Regions from separate parts of the Gasterosteus aculeatus genome. Here region 1 is linked to region 2. A link is a contact called in public Hi-C data. All regions are on one chromosome and are shown on one strand. The core of a region is the stretch at or near the end of the contact, and the rest is flanking DNA. Distances in the headings are between cores, read along the strand shown.

Evidence for each region. A called contact is a pair of places that touch in the nucleus more often than the background predicts.
Region 1: a contact with region 2 is called in a Hi-C map of liver, with 4 times the contacts expected there. The contact joins the enhancer-like site here to the promoter of LOC120831295 in region 2. A contact is called at or near these places in 4 of 6 Hi-C or Micro-C datasets (liver, skeletal muscle and tail fin).

The regions. Positions count from the first base shown.
Region 1 is chr13:17,609,787-17,612,657 of fGasAcu3.hap1.1, forward strand. No RefSeq gene overlaps it. Among protein-coding and RNA genes, the nearest start is that of LOC120831295, 47 kb to the left of the region's middle. Within about 2 kb of position 1,570, at least 1 of the 9 cell types and tissues checked has open chromatin away from gene starts, as enhancers often do. A contact at or near this core is called in liver, where this site is marked.
Region 2 is chr13:17,562,963-17,565,662 of fGasAcu3.hap1.1, forward strand. LOC120831295 (E3 ubiquitin-protein ligase TRIM21) reads left to right here and starts at 1,256. Exons shown (of 2, transcript XM_040196667.2): 1 at 1,256-1,382; 2 at 2,056-2,700. The coding sequence starts at 2,065. LOC120831296 (a long non-coding RNA gene) reads right to left here and starts at 268. Exons shown (of 2, transcript XR_013452107.1): 1 at 175-268.

The DNA of each region.
Region 1 (2,871 bases), core at 320-2,819, 47 kb after region 2:
TTAGTGGAGGTTAAAACACAAGTTATTGTTTTTGGAGCTGGATTTTTATTAGAAATATTGTTTAGTCCGACATGTAATTTCATAATTTTAATTCAGAGTACAAATCACCAGTACAACAGTACCCACGTTGAAAAAAGAAAGTTGCTGTGCAGTTTTCGTTAGTGGGCGCCCTTTTAATATGTTAAAGGTAAATGCAGGTGCATTTAAAAAAATACCTGGGCCTTTTAGAGCCACTGGGGCAAGAAAACAGATCATGCAGGTAAATGTAATACTCATCCACCTTTTAGCTCTTTTAGTTTTCAGAGTCTACCCACTAAATGAAAGTATATGTCTCTGTGGCTGCTACATGCTCCACTATCTCGTTGCTAACCTTGTTTGTTTGCTGTTTGGTGCTTTGTTGGTAACGCGTTTATCACAGATAATTCCTTGAGAACACCGGTCTGCAGCAGCTGAAGCAAAACATTGAAGTTGCAGGCCATACATCCCAAATAATGCAATGCAAAAATCCCCTGTAGAGCTCAGGGGAGTGAAAAACGTCCATTAGAGCATTTGTAACAAGATGAAATGATAATGTCGTTCGAGCAAAACAAGTACTTATTTGCAACAAGAGAATTCTGTGCTGCAGTTATACGTGCACGGACCTATTTCAGGCAGTTTAACAACATGAAAAAAGGCGGTTAATACAAAGTGCGCTCGTATTATATAGTCTCTAAGAGCATTTTTGATTATTTGGTTATATGGTTATTAAGACGGAGGCGGCTCCTGCTTAGAACCCTCGGAGAGCCCCATTGGAGCACAGGGATGTCCATCCCTCTAGGCTCTCGGATCAACACGCCTCCGTTGTTCATGAGTTCTATATATCAGGATGTTTGCCAGATGATTTGCATATAGGCGATTGGCATAGTTCTAGGTCTGGACATGCTATTCTTAAAACACGTGGTTCCTGTTGAACTGCATTTGACCCAGATAGTGGTGCATCTTTCTGCAACATGTTCGTGTGCTGGTGGTGTGACTTGAAATACGCGTTGATCGTGCAATCCGGCCTTTAAACGGTCTTCACCCATTATTACTATGCATTTATAGTTCAAGTGTAATTTAATTCTAGCGTAAGCGTGCATTTTTATACTTTAATACTCAACAATAACAATTTTTTATATTCAGTTTATATGCTATATTTCTTAATTTCATTGGTTCAATTTTACACAAAATGTAGAATCAACAAGTTTGTGTGGATGTTATTTTTTTAACATCCTAATATTTTTACTACAATAAGAAGTTACAATCTGCTGAGAACTATCTACTTTCCCCCAGCAAGACCCTAAAGGTCACCTCAAGAGCTCGCTGGAGAAATGGCTGTGTGGTTATGTGCATTTGTTGAAAACAAATTTCAGAGCCCTGTGAGTGAGTCAAACTGTAGACTCTTATTTAAACATCCAAATAATCCTAATCTTGAATAAATAGGGGCACCTGGCCTCACTGTTCGCAGCAATAAAGCCCCCTGGAAGCTTAGATAACACAAACACAGCAAGTAATACCTGCAGATAACACTGGTTTGATCCACGTGTGCACTGCAGACCAAAGGCCCCTGCTGATCTGTGTTGATAAAAGCCAGACCACAGGCCGTGCAATTGGCTACGGCAGTTATTCTCTCCGTCAAATGTGTTTCCGATGACTTGTTTGTTTGTTTATTGGCGGCTTCGGAATGTGCGATCTGATCCTACGCTTACAGTAACCCTGCCTGAAGTCCTCTGTTTCATCCTCCGTGTCGAAAATCACAGGTGAGGATCAAAAGAGGACACATGCGCTGTGATTATCAGGTGAGACTTCAAAAGCTTTTTATGAATATTAGGAGCAGGCAGAGAGATTGACATATATTTAGAATAGTGCTGACTCACTGGTTCAAACACACCAATGATTAGGCAAACATTTTATCTGCCTTTTTAGGCAGAAATGAGCAGATCTCCTTCCAGGAGATCAAAGGGCTGTGCTATGCATCACTGCCATCTAATGGTGAGGGAACAACACTTAAATCTCTGAAAAATAGAATTGGATTTTTGAATTCATGTTTTACATGCACGAGTGGCATTTGTCACTTTTTATGAATTTAAATGACTCGAATGATGTCCCCTTTAAAGAAACGATAAGCCAAATCCCAAAGTTCAGCTAGAACCGGAGCAACCAAGGTGGTCCCTCTTTTGTGATTATCCTTCGCATGTACGCGTGTTCTCCTAATTCCTTCCTGCTGAGACACCTGCCCAGTTATTGTTTTGTAACAATTAAAATCACCAAGCGATTCAACCGTATCTGATCAAACCAGCCCACCACCTTTTGTATCCGCAACCTCATGCTCTCATGTGCTTTTGTGTTTTAATTACATGTATCAAGCATCTAGCAATGGCTGCAGCTGGCCTGTGGCCGTGTGTGCACTGCACTAACTCATAAACATTACATCGTCACGACAGCAAAAGCACAATAGGGGATGGCAAAAGACAATCGCTGTCACGAGCGCTGGTTAAATACAGGTCCGAATGTAAGAAAACACTGACTGAGTGGCAGCGGGGGGGATAAACGCACACTTAACAGCAGCACGTTGATACACTGTATCCGCTGTCGGAACAATTCACCTGCCGCCATCTCTCAGCGCCGCCATTCATGGCCTCACCGCGTCTGCAAATTGACGTGTCATCACTTGACTTTATTGATCAAACCTCAGGTGCAAAGTGGAGCCCCCCCCCCCCCCCCCCCCACACTGAACACCTATTTCTTTTTTGTTGTTTTTCAAGCATTTTAAAACCCCAGCGTTTCATCAACGTGCCGCTCTCTCCGTCCCTTTGGAGTGCAGTGCGGGTAAACAAGGCGCTGAAAGCCGTC
Region 2 (2,700 bases), core at 6-2,505:
GCTGCCCTGTTTACTGATGCAAATTAGCAGGTACGGGACCTTCAGAGGAGCAGAGAGCGTGGCAGCTTCGTGGGTGGTGGGTCCTCCTTTTGACGACGGACCCCTACCATCCATTCCCCTCTCAATCTCTAACCCCCCCTCCCCCTGTGAAGGAATGCTTTCAGCTGGGCTCACCTGGTTGAAGTGAGGCCCGTGGATGCTGAGGGGAGTGGAGCTCCGTCGGGGTCTTCTCATACCAGCTGGCCTGCAGCAGCTTGGCACCCCGGCGCTAGAATGGAGGGTTGTTCATCGGTATGTTCTTGCTTACATTTGCTCTCTGCTCTCTGAAAAGCATCCAATCTCGAAATCGTTGATTTAAACGCTGCCTTTTTTGTGACTAATAGAAAATCTTCCATTGGTCGGGAAAAAATCTATGCACTGCATCAAATTAAGCATTTCAAAGTCAGGCTGAAGCTGAAGACAGGGTTGCTCATAAAAAGTTATGTTTCTCAAAAGTAGACAATTTATTTTGAATAAATTATTCCAAAATATTTCCCTAAAAAATACTAAATAACAATGGACCTACATACATCATGGTCATGAATACAGATGGTTGGAATATATTCATGGGGTAAATTCCCTGTCCGGATCATTTTCACTCCCTTGAATCAAATATTTGTATGCCTTTAATTCAAGGAAATAAGATGTATTCTGTATTCTGCCAGAGATCCTGTAAATTTCCCCACTGTGGACTAATGAAGAAATATCTTATGTTATCTTATTTCGATTAATACATTCGTATCATAGTGCGGCAGTTGTTTGGTTGAGGATCAATTCTGCAGCGTAGTTAGTAGCTCACACCATCATTAGTAGCTTCTTTCGTTGATATGTTAAGCAAGGAATTATCACAAACAATGAAAAGAAATATAAATCCCAACTGTCCATTCTTTTAGATAGATAGGTAATAAACTGTATTAATCCCCAAGGGGAAATTTGTGTAAATTTCAATTACATTTGAGTTATCACATCATCAGTTTTCAAAAAACCTTTCACCATTTCCTTCTATTTTCAGTTATTGAGGTTGTGCGGGACACAAACAAAGAGAAAACGGCGTCAATATGAATATATATATACAAACAAACACATTAATGCAGCAGGAATATTAATCCAGAAACATCAGGTATAAAAGCATGTTTTCAATGCATGACTTTTATTTTATTTTTTAGTGATACAACTACTTCTGTGAATGATGTGAGTACTTTCTCCACACTCCCTTCCTGAGGGGAGGAGAATGTGAAAGTAAACTTAGTGTGAGTGACGCAGAGCTGCAGTCCAGATGAGTTTCTCTCTAAAGAAACAACTAAATCCACTAGCTTTTCATCAACGATCTGCGACAAACTCTGGTGAGTACGCTGCTCTACAAAGACTAGATACATGAACTAAACTTGTGCTCCGAGTTTAGTTCAGACCACAATCTGACTGTTGGACGTCTGCTTTTATCAAATTAAGAACATTAAGTTGTAGAAATGTGTAATTTGAGATAAAACATCAGAGGTAGAAACCAAACCACAAAGACGTAACTTAGTTAAAGAGAGACAGAACCCAGTCACAGATAGCATTAGCTTAAGCTAACTAACACACACCTACTTCCTGGTTGGACTTCAGACTTCAGCTCCGTCCAGACAGGAAGTTCCACTCAGGGTAAAAGTTTGGTTCAGCGCCACCGTCGGTCATAGTGGTTGTAAATATAAAAACCAGTGCTGGGCACTGGCACACTTTACATATGGTGCTTTTTAGCAGCAGTATTCCCTTTACACTGTTAAACTATTTACTGTAAATCTCAACTTAGAAATGTATACATATATTATTATGTTTATATTATTTTTTTCTGTTCAGGTTCCAGCAGAAACAAGTTTCTTTTATCAGGGAGCAGCATAAACGTTCTCTGCTCAGTAGTTGTGTTATTTGTTATTATTAATTAATTAGTTAAGGTTCTACTAATCATAGTTTGAATTTGTAAAACAAATAATCAAAAGATATGTAATAACAGTCTTGTTTCTCCACACTTGTCCTCAGAGTGTCGATATGTCTGCTGCCAGCTGTCTGCTGACTGAAGATCAGTTCCTGTGCTCCATCTGTCTGGACGTGTTCACTCATCCAGTCACCATTCCATGTGGACACAACTTCTGTAAAGCCTGCATCACCGGCCACTGGAACGTTAATGCCCCGCCTAACTGTCCCAACTGTAAAAAGCTTTTCTGCACCAGACCTGAGCTGCAGGTCAACACGTTCATCTCTGAGATGGCTGCTCAGTTCAGACTGTCAGCTCAGCAGAAAGCCAGCAGCAGCAGCTCAGAGCAACGAGCTGCCCAACCAGGAGAAGTTCCCTGTGACGTCTGCACTGGAACCAAAGTGAAGGCCCTCAAGTCCTGCCTGGTGTGTCTGGTCTCCTACTGTGAGGCTCACCTGGAGCCTCATCTGACTACGTCAGGTCTGAAGAAACATCAGTTGATGGACCCTGTGGAGAACCTGGAAGGCAGGATGTGTACGAAGCACGATAAACTGCTGGAGGTGTACTGTAAGACCGACCAGATGTGTGTCTGCATGCTCTGCACTGTTGCAGACCACAAGAACCATGATGTTGTTCCTCTGAGAGAAGAATATGAAGGGAAGAAGGAAGAGCTTGGAAGGACTGAGGCTGAAGTCCAGCAGATGATCCAG